3 separate regions of the Zea mays genome follow, and regions 1 and 2 are each linked to region 3. The links are chromatin contacts, called in public Hi-C maps. All regions are on one chromosome and are shown on one strand. Each heading gives the region's core, a stretch centred on a gene start, on an enhancer-like site or on the middle of the called end of the contact. The rest is flanking DNA. Distances are from core to core; before and after follow the strand shown. Region 1 holds the start of LOC103641543 (metal tolerance protein C4). Region 2 holds the start of mbd113 (methyl binding domain 113). Region 3 holds the start of LOC100383777.

What was found. Hi-C and Micro-C count contacts between places; a contact is called where the count stands out from the background.
Region 1: a Hi-C map of ear shows a contact between it and region 3, with 2.8 times the contacts expected there. The contact joins the promoter of LOC103641543 here to the promoter of LOC100383777 in region 3. A contact is called at or near these places in 8 of 25 Hi-C or Micro-C datasets (bundle sheath, ear, leaf and 2 more) and 1 of 3 datasets of contacts at active chromatin or transcription factors (seedling).
Region 2: a contact with region 3 is called in a Hi-C map of endosperm, with 2.5 times the contacts expected there. The contact joins the promoter of mbd113 here to the promoter of LOC100383777 in region 3. A contact is called at or near these places in 7 of 25 Hi-C or Micro-C datasets (bundle sheath, ear, endosperm and 3 more).

Annotation. Positions count from the first base shown.
Region 1 is chr10:107,383,076-107,386,526 of Zm-B73-REFERENCE-NAM-5.0, forward strand. It overlaps LOC103641543 (metal tolerance protein C4), which reads right to left and starts at 2,113. Exons shown (of 13, transcript XM_008664888.4): 1 at 1,699-2,113; 2 at 1,539-1,596. The coding sequence starts at 2,014.
Region 2 is chr10:107,312,126-107,315,966 of Zm-B73-REFERENCE-NAM-5.0, forward strand. mbd113 (methyl binding domain 113) reads right to left here and starts at 1,346. Exons shown (of 9, transcript NM_001165707.2): 1 at 1,170-1,346. The coding sequence starts at 1,279.
Region 3 is chr10:107,516,067-107,519,742 of Zm-B73-REFERENCE-NAM-5.0, forward strand. It overlaps LOC100383777, which reads left to right and starts at 1,632. Exons shown (of 20, transcript XM_020545190.3): 1 at 1,632-2,062. The coding sequence starts at 1,860.

The sequences.
Region 1 (3,451 bases), core at 863-3,362, 130 kb before region 3:
GGACTTCAAGCAGTCAAAATGTCAAGAACCAATCAAGAGATGACATGTGGCAATAGGTGGTTGGTACCGACCATGGTTTTTAAAGCGGTAAGGCGAGACAAGGCGTTGGACCACCGCCTGGACGCCTAGGCGGCGCCTAGGCGAGGTAGGCGGGCAAGGCGCCTAGACGTGGGACCTCCGCCTGGACGCCTAGGCGTCGCCTAGGCGACGCCTTAAGAACAGGGGTACCGACCACCTACTGTTTCTCCTGCACGCGGGTTGGTACTGACTGGTTCGGCTCCAATGCGGTCGATACCTACCGGACACCGATCAGCAGGCCTACCAACCAGCGTTGGAGTCGGGTTGGTAGGTACCGACCGCCAGCTCGTGCACGTTAGCGGGCGATGTCGACTGCCGTTGGACCCAGGGGCGGATCCACATGGGGGGCAAAGGGGGTCATGGCCCCCCCTCAATTTTTAGTACCTCTTATAACCCATCTTATACCCTATGTTTATTTATTGTTAAGTATATAAAAAAATAAAAGTTTTAGGTAGACCAAACCAATTCTGTCCTAGACCTTCTAGTCGGATCGGTCCAATCATCCTAACTGTCGTTCTCTTTCTTGATCCAATTCTTGCATCTATTCGAATGTTCGATCTCATTTTTCTCAACGTCACCCGAACTAATCTGCCCTGATGCCCCGTTCCCAACGCTGCCCGCCGTTGTCACCTTCCCGACGTGTGTTGTTGTCCGACTCTGACCCCTCCTTGATGCCCCCACCCTACTCGTCCTTGTTGCGACATCGGCCCGTCCAGCATGCCTGATATCGCTCGTCACGAAGATGCGACCCATCGCCGATAGACGGCGGGCTTAGCAAACTAGCGAGCGTTGACTCTCTGTCGAAGAGGTCGCCTGACCCCGCCTCCTTCTCGATGGGCCCACCCTTCGAGAAGATCTACAGATCAACGTTCGATAAGGGTACATATAGTTTTGATTTGGTTAACAAAAAATTGGCGGTAAGCTTGCTTCTTTTTGTTTATATAGTTTTCTTCTTTGAACTTGTATCGTATATTGATATGAAACTTGAATTTTATGTAATACTAGTTTTTTACTGGCTTTCTTAATTTTATCATATAGTTTTTTGGCCCCCCGTGAATTCTGGCCCTGCATCCGCCACTGGTTGGACCCAACCTAAAACGAAGAACATATCCCCTACTATGTACTGGTGCAACATCAAGGCAAGAGTATTTGTGTTCAATCACAACACAGAATCCACAGATGCACATATACCAAAACCACTCACACACAAAGTCACAATTTATCTGATATATAGGGTACGAGGCACTGTGCTGAGCATCTATTTTATCGCAATGTTTCATATATAAATAGCCTATTTAGATTTTGCATGAAAACTAGGAATATTAATAATCCATGACGAGAAGACAACTTCAGAAATCTGTTTTACTGGATACGCAATGTTCTGACTTCTGAGGTGTAAAGTGTATGAAGGTCCATCGTCAAAGTGTGACTACTGAGGGAGATAAAGGAAGGAGAATTACCTGTGTTCATCGTCAAAATGCGCCTTCTTCTTCCCCTTGGCCACACGCAGAGAATATTCTGCATCAGAAAAACAACAGCGCACAACATAAGGCAAGAGCTAAACAAATAAAAAAAGGAGGCACACCGGGGGAATGAAAGAAGGGGCCAGTCATTCCTTACTGCGGGAGACGGTGAGCCGGACGGGAGCTGCGTCAGTGACGGCGCCGGGGGGCCGTGACGCCGCGGGAGGAAGAGCCCGTCTCCGCCACCCGCCACGGAGGCTGAAGAGGCCCGCGGCATCTGACGCAGACAAGAGGAGCGAGCGGGGCCAGAAAGTCGAGCCAGAAGGCGAGAGCGGGGGCAGCGGCGACGAGGGGCCCTCGCGGCCGCCGTCGTCGTCACGGCGGGATAGGAAAAATGGGCAGTGCGAGAGGAGGCGGGTACGGGAGGTGAAGGAGAGGAGGCGGAGGGCCGCGGAGGCGAGGGGAGGATGCATTTAGGCGTGCCGGCGTCGCCGGTGGTGCTGCCGCGGGTGGGGTGCAGCACTGCAGCTCCCACCATTCGTGGGAGGGACTCGTGCACAGGGGATTGCCAACACATTATGAGAAAGAAAGTGTCGTTTTCTATTAGTGCTATTAATTAAAAATCGAAATTTGGTATAACTTCTGTCCCAACACATTTTTTATGTTTTTTTATCAAATAGATCGTGGTGAAGCAGCTTTTTTAGGTTTTTCTATCAAACAGATAGTGGTGAAACAGCTTGTCATATTTCTAAGTGACTCAAACGGGGTGAGATATCTTGATTTTAGTTACTCACTCTGTTCTTTTTATTTATTATGTTTTAGTTTAAAAATAAACTAGTTAATGACAAATGTTTAAAAATGGAGATAGTATCAAAACACCAATGTAGAATATCTAACGGTCTTCAATGACACCTATATCTTACACCCATTTTAAGTCCTCGCGCGCGATCACCTACTTTTGGCTCACCTCCTACATCAAATACAATATTTTGCGCTTTTTTAAGTTCTCCATTGGAGATAATAAAAGATGTGTCTTATTTTTTTGGCAGGCCAAGATACTCATTCTAGTGTTTGGGTGCTCAAATATATGTTTTCCGGTTGGAGTTAGTCTAAGTGATGTGAGATAAAGCTCAAAATACTATCTTCCCTTAGCTTTATGGTCCACATTGTCTCGCTAAAAATTATTATACCAAACTTTTATAGATGTAGTTTTTAACTTCACTCGTGAAAATTAGACTAATAGTCTTAACATGTTTGTCTTGCAGTTTAGTTTTCATCTGTATATATAGTTTTATAATTAGACTATATTTAATACTTCTACTATATCTAAACATATGATGGGACACCAACAAAAGTTTAGTCCATGTATCCAAATACCCCCGCCCCCTTCCCCTCTTCCTCCCTAAAGTGTCACCCAAACCGGTTAGAATTTTAACTTTATTGTGTTTCCCATATAGAGATGTCAACGACGAATTCACATTAGAAATAGCTCACAATTCTCATACTTGCCATCAGCGAACACTCACCAAGACTCCCATCTCCATCCATGCACGTGAAAATTTCCTCATGGGGAGCTCGTCCCATTATGAAATACAAATTTTTATGGCAAATGTGAATTCGTAATATCAAATCAATATAAATTGAATAGCCAAGATTTAAAATAACAAGACATCTACTCTAAAGTTTAGTTTACTAATTATACTAGATTATATGTTAAGTTTTTTTATAAAAAATAGCATGCCAAATACTAATTTAGAGGCAAAAAAAAGTTTGCAGAGCAGGTATATGGGTCGTAGGGAACGATGATGGAGGATGATTTCCCATCTTCATCCCCGTCTCCGTGAACTTGATGGGACTACATTCCTCCGTCCTCATGAAGATTAAATTGTATTTATCTCCATCCTCTAACA
Region 2 (3,841 bases), core at 96-2,595, 200 kb before region 3:
CTGTCAAGGGGGTCACAAACTGCCCTGCTTTCTCATATATGTTGTGTTCTAGTTGGTAGTTCATCTGGCAAGTCGTCAATGAACCGTACAGGGTCCTCGGCCCATTGCCAATCTTGCTGCCCAGCAAGTAAACAGTGACTAGGTAATTGCCTTTGCCTCTGAATCCTTCCAAACCCCTTCAACGATAGTATACGTGTATACCTGCTCTGATCCTTTTAGCACAATTACCCAAACTCTCCACCTGAATCTACAAACTTGTAGTCTTGTACCCAGCAGTAGAACAGGAGAGCGCGAGACACACGCAATAGCACCTGCAACTTCATGGGTTTTTTTTCAAATGAGAGTATCATCTGATACTTTTTTCAGACTAGAGTATCACTAGATAATTTTTTTAATATCACGGTACAACTGATATTTTTCAGATTTAAGTATCACTTGATAATTGTTTTCATGTTATGGTATCAGTTGATACTTTTTCACATTATAGTACCAGAAGTAGATACTTCTTTCAAATCTTATCATCCAGAATCCAGGGCAATATTTTTTCAAATGAGAGTATCATGTGATACTTTACTATTACTGTTATATTTGCTCTACTTATGTATATACACATATTCCACTCATCAGTATACAGATACACTACTTGCCTTCCAAGTGTGTACCCACATATACTCCTACTTTATAAGAGTGTACATACTGTATACCTGTTTAGAGTATACAGATATATACTCCACATCGTCCTTATCCAATTGAGAGTTTGAGACCGCAAGTATATGCATAAGGCCAAGAAAATAGTGCTAGACGTTTAACTGATTAGTGCCTATTGGATCTTAATGAACCTAAACCAAATAACAGAAAGGGGTAGCTACATCCGGAAGTAAAAAAAAACTCAAACTAGTTCCTTGAGCGTGACTTAACTCAATACTTAATGTTTAGCCCTTTGAGTAAAGATTATTTGAAAAGAAACAGTTAATAAACAGAGGCCACAAGTAGGTTCAACAGATGCCATCGCCAATACACCAGATTCGAGACAGGAGACGGGGCGACGGGGTTTTCACTGGCTCTGCCGCAGCGAAATGCTCTGAAGGGGGGCGCATGCGCACCCTGAGAGGTCGGAGGCAAACCTAGTATGGTCAGCCAGTTGAGGCGGGGAAGCATCAGGGACGCACCGCGGGGGGAGGGAGGTTGCAGGGGAGCTGGATGCCGGCTCGGACGGCGCTCCGTCGGCCGGGAGCGAACCGCTGCCGCTCCTCCGCGCTGAGCGGCGAGTCTCTACCATAGGACGCCCGGCGCCGGCAGGAGTGACATGCACGGGAGGGTGCGGCCTCGGTGAAAGGTTTGGCCGCAAGCCCGCGGGGAATTTGGTCAGTCTACGGGCTGATTTGGTGATTAGGGATCCCTAGGGGATCCATGGGGGAGGAATCCCCTTGCAATTCAATTTTGAATAGCAAGAGGATTTCTTCCCCTCGGGATCCCCGGTCACCAAATCAGCCCTACAGTGATGTTCTTCGTCGCCCGCGGGGGGAATTTGGTCAGTCTACAGTGCTGCATCTTCTGCTAACTCTCCTCACTTCATCCATTTGTTAACTCTCCTCACTTCATCCATTTGTGTTACAAACCCACTGATGGGATTGTACGAACACGTTGACTTATCCCTTGTGGTTTGGGTTGATGATGAGTGATTGTCAACGGGGTAGTACTTTGGTGTAAGTCTTGGACCAACTAGAGTACGAGAGCTTATATTGTGCAACCATGTCTGTCGGCTTGTGGTGCGCAGGTGTGGAGCATACGAACGGTGGTCTACGATGAAGGTGAAAGTCATGCAGGTTAATGCCGATTGATCGGGACCGGTAAAGGACGAGCACCGGGACTTGACTGAGGTACTAGAGAAGTTGTGTGACTAGCCGTGGTGGCTGACATTTAGAATACGCTCGGGCGCGAGGACGTGGCAGAGTAGATCGTGTCGCCGACACGGTCAAGGACTGGCGGGACACGTGTTTAGGACGTGGGGGACGCACATGCGGTGCGCTATTCACGACGGTTTCTGTGGTTGCGCCTCAAAACTACCAAATGCTGGGTTTGGGCCTCAAAACTCGGTGGCATGGTTCTAGCGAGAATCGGAGGCGGCACGTGGCGCATCGCGAAGGGTGCGTCGAGGCGAAGCAACTTCGTGTGGAGCGCGTGACCGTCACATCAAAATCATAGGAGTTGGTCCATTTTACCACTGGTTAAGTGAATGAGCTATATGTATCTAAGGGTAGTTTAGACTAGTGGAATAACCCTTTATAAATAGATGGGTGGGCTACCGTGAACAACCATCTTTTTTGGCTATATCATTAGGCACTTGTTAGAAAACTCTACTTTCCATTTTTCTAAGTTGTTCTAGTTATTAGTCCGGAGATTCATAGGTGTTCTTGTGAACTCCACATCTATGTAATCATGATTTTAAAAGGAAGGGTGGCTGTAACCATCCACAGTACAAAGTTTGTTTAGGTCGTGTCTTATTGATCTCGCTGCATTTTTTAATCGGTTTCTCCTCTCTCAACCCCTCTCTTTGGATTTTGTGAGAATTATTGATTTCTTGAGTTGGGGATTGTTTTGGGATTGACTTGGGGTAAAGATCACTCTCTAGACCACTGCAATCATCTAGTTTGAGTTGGTTGTGGTTGTGATCCAATCTGAACTCGTTTTGAAAACCCCAACTAAACCCCGGTCTAGTCTGTGTTTTCTGATCTGCGATTGATTTACAAATCTATTTGAGCTCAAAATTTGTGGAGACCTTGAAAACTCGTTTGTCGAGGTGTATGTAAAATTTCAGCTCAATCGGAGTCCGTTTGGATTAGTTTCGCATTCGAAACTAAATTTCGAGCTGCTCAAAACAGCCCTAGATAGCAACGTGATTTTGGGTCGATTCGGACTTTTTAGTGTCCAATTTGTGTTCCATTCATTTTGTTGGTCTCATGTGAGTCTTAGGAACAATTTAAAAATATGGGATCACTTATTTATTGATGTGATTTTGGTTTGAGCGACTTCTTTATCTCAAATGAAGTTAAGTGCTCAAGTTCCAATTTTAAGCACCAGAATTTGATTAACTCCTATTCACCTCACTCTGATCACCTTTTCAATCCTTTAGAATGCCAAGAGAAAGTTGGTTATTGTTGGAAAGGGTTTAAGTTTTGACAGATTTTTAGTACCTGCGACATATTTAGTGGGTTTATGAAAAATTAGAAGTAGACGTGTAGGTGGAACATTTTCTTATTTTCCTATGCTTGATTTGCCAATGAATCTAGTGGCGGCTACAACATTAAGACTGAGCCAGGCTGCAGCATCGAACTGATGAATTTGACATGGGAGGCTCTAGCCGTATTTGGTGCAGCTAAAGATTTATGGCAAATCAAGCCGCCCGGAGTGTAGGTACTTCATTTTTCACGGCCGCCTAGCTATATAGATGTAGAGGTTTTACCCATATTCGTTTATCTATTGAATTTCTATGATTTTTCCTTCTCACGGTTTCATTTTATAGTCGTTGTCTGTGAAAATATTATTAGTGTGGCACGTGCAAGAGACCTGGTGATATTGTAACTACTTCAAATGGGAAGACAATTGAAGTATGTTTTTTCCAACACATTATAAGGGCTAGTTTAGAAATCCTATTTTTCAAGGGATTTCAAATTTTTCAAGAGAAATTAGTTTATTTTTCATAGGGAAATAGGAATGCCATAGGAAAATTGGTTTCCCAAACTATCCCTAAATAACCAGAATGCGCATGATTCATGAATATTTGTTATAAGGAATCTGCTTGTTCAGAATGTTGTCTTAGCAGTCATAGATCATAGTTCTT
Region 3 (3,676 bases), core at 382-2,881:
ACAGTCTCCATCGAAACACTGGTATATCAAAGGATTATGATTCTGATACTTCATCATTACAAACCCTAGAGTTTGGTGGGGATTGTTGGATCTTTTATGGGCTTGGCCCATTTATTGAATAAACTCTATGATGTGTAATGGTGGAGAATACCAATAGTACCATATTGGAAGTCCAAAGGTCTTTTTGCTTGACTTATATGGTGAGAATTATTCCACTTGATTTGAGAAGTCAAGAAACGGTCAAGGGCATGCCACACGCGCGCGCGCGCGCCGCTGCCGCCGGCCGGGCTCGGGCGAGGCGAGGCGTGGCGTGGTTGTGTTAATTTTTAGCACTCACTAACCGCGGGAGTTTCAGCTCTTTCCCGTCTCTTGGCGTGCTGCATGCGATACCCTTGTCCTTCAGCTGCCCGTCTCTTGGCGTGCAGCATGCAACCCTTCTCCTTCAGCTTCCCTCTGTGAGAGGTTAAGTAGAGGAGAACCCTTGACACTTGGTACACGAGAACAGAACCATTTCAGAGTCACAGCCCAGTCGCAAGTGAGAGTATTCCCATCTCGTGACTCTGTGCGCACATAACAGCGAGAGGGCAGGTGCCTCCGAAGCCCTTGTCGTTCGAGACCTTGCACGGGGGATCGACAATTAGGTTTTTGGGGAGCGTCTACGCGACTGCCCAAAAAACATCTTCTTCCTGGCGACATGACAAGGGAAGCTGGACAAGGATCTGGATCATCAGAGCGCATGAGAGGGTATGATCAGTTTATTTCCTTACTGCTCTACGTTTTGCAGATTATATATGTTTTATATATTCATCTGTGTTGTTTTATATGTAGCAATGATTTTATCTCATCTGTTCTGTCATATTATAATATATTATATCTGTCTGTTTTAATTTTACAGTTATGCTGTTTATGTTGCTATCTGTTTAATTTCAATTGTTCAGTCAGTTTATATGCTTATCGTATTAATATGATTTATATAATTAATATGCTTTATTTTCTAATGATCCATATTGTTATGGATCAATTTGAGATCACGATTTCTATGGTTAATTATCTTTTATATGTCATCATCATAATGTTAATTTATGTAATTAAAATAATATAAAAAATGTCTATAATTCTATCATATAAAACATATATAAAGAAGTACAATCAAATCATTCAACAATGGAATCCAAACATTAATTTATCTTTGTTTACTTTATGCATTAGCCTTAGTAGTAGTTTTAGACTTAGATGTAGTTCCCTAATCTACAATCTTCGTCCCTCTTCAACTCTATGTCGTTTAGGGGAGTTTTGGTTAGTCTGCCGATATTAAAACAACATCAAGATTTTTACTCTCGACAAGGTTCCCAAGTGACGAAATCTTGGTTTCTCATCGCGGATGGTCAGTGTGCAAATTTCAGGTTCGTTTGGCGTTTGGAAAAAGAAAGCGTACGCGGATGAAAACGTAAATACTGCCGAATCCGTCTTGCCTCCCGCCGTAATTACATCAACAACTATATCTTGTTTTCTTTATTTTTTTGAGCCAGCTCACCTATATGACATGGCATATCATATACCAGTCGGTTACTATCACAGTATCACCACCCGTCCCGAATCGATATATAGCCGAACACGAACCGGCAGTCCTCAAATACAGTTGCTGCACCGCAACCCCGCGCCAAAGCCAGCGCGGCCAAACGACGTGACGACCAAACGAAGCAACCAGGCGCCGAAAAGGATAGCCGAAGTGCGAAACCCAACAGCAAGGAGAAGGCGAGGGGAAAAAAGAAAGAAAAGGCGCATCGAAAAGGCAAAGAGCGAGCTCCCTCTACCCGCGATCCCCGCACACCGGCCGCCGGCGTTCGTCGCCGCCGCGGATGAGATGCGCTCCCCCTCCGGCGGCGGCAGCGTGGTGGCCCGCGCACGTTCGTGAGGGGCCCTCCGCCACGCGCCCAGGTTACTGTGGCTCCGAGTCCGAGTTCGCTCCCCGCGCCCGCGCTATCGCCGCGGGGCGGAGCGGATCCCCCAACATGTGGCTTTTCTGGCGCACTAGGAATCGCTTCTCCCTTGAGGAGCTCCGGTGAGTCACATATCCCTTGCGCTGCCCTGCCTGGCCCGACGGCCGACGTGGTCGAATTAGGTCACCGGAGCGCGCTGTCCGTAGATCCGCGCAGTTGCTCGCCCGGATTTTTTTCTCAAACATGCAAGAGAGCTGCTGTCATTGCATCAAGCTCCCTAACTAGAAGAGGTGGCAGAAACCCCACCTAATTTATTAAAATGACCCAAAGCAAATGCAGCAAAAGTCCCCTAGCGTCGACGAAGCACCAGAGATAAGATTAAGTGTATTTCACTAGCAATTGTCGATTCATACTAATGGAAGAGTATCTCACTGAAAGAAATAAGTTGATAAGTGACCACACATTCATGCTATCACTCAAACTCGTCTGCTTCATGAGTTGTAGTAGTGGTAGGGAGTTAAAGTATTGCAATAGCTAATAACTTGTTTTCTTCAATTCACAAATATTTCACAAATATGTATTCTGAAATGTTGCTCCTGTGTAAAAAACAAAACAAAACAAATGGAGGCCGAGGGAGTATAGAAAAATCAAACACGCATACAGTGTACACGATGCAACTGTGTACTTTTCATCTGCAATAATCTTTACCTGGGCATAAAAAAATCTGGCTTCATGCCCATTTTATTGTTAATCAGCAACAGCAGTCTGTACGTAACACATAAGCTCAAATATTTCTGCTAGCTAATGCCCTTCTATTTTCTTATTAGATCAATTTTTTTCTCGAACACGCAGGAGAGCTGCGTATCATTTCATTAGAAGAAGGATGATATTTACAATGACCTAACACACACACCACACACACACAAATAACAAGAGGTATAACCTCCTAGCCGAGGTTGAACAAAAAAGCTAGGTTCGAAAGACGGGTCAAGCTTTTAGCCCCCGCAAAACACCACATATTGAACTCATCATTGGCTGAGGTAAGCAATCCAGCTATAAAAAGCTGAGCACCATTGAAAACACAATCATTGCGGTGTCTTCAGATAGTCCAAGCCCCCAGGATCACCAAGGAGTTAAAGCCATCTCTGAGGTCCTTAGGAATAACCTCAGCCGATCTACCCCACCAAGCTTCAAAATTGATATCTTCCATCCCGAGGGAAAGGGCAGACAAGCCGACACGTTGGAGAAGAAGATACAAAAATTGCCTCACGAGGACACAGGAAACAAGCAAGTGATGAATAGACTCTCCTTCCTGGTCACATAAGGGGCAAGATATAGGATGGGGAAGACCCCTCTTAGCGAGCCGGTCAGCCGTCCAACATTTATTATGTAGGACCAACCAGAGGAAAAACCGACACTTAGGTGGCGCCCAGGTGGTCCACACTCTTTCAAAGCCCGCCAGGGAGGTAGAACCGCAGAACATTATCTCATAAGCAGTTTTGGCCGAATAGATACCATTGGAAGAGAACCTCTAATAATGTTTATCTGTAACATCCGGTTGAAGATCAACGTCAGCCACAACATCTGCCAACAAGATGAAGTCAGCAATGACCTCCCATGTTACCACTCCCCTTAAATCCCCAATCCATGAAGAGCTACACAGAGCATCAACCACTGTCCTTTGCTTTACCAGCCTTTTAGGAACCAAACTAAAAACATGAGGGGCCAAGTCTGCA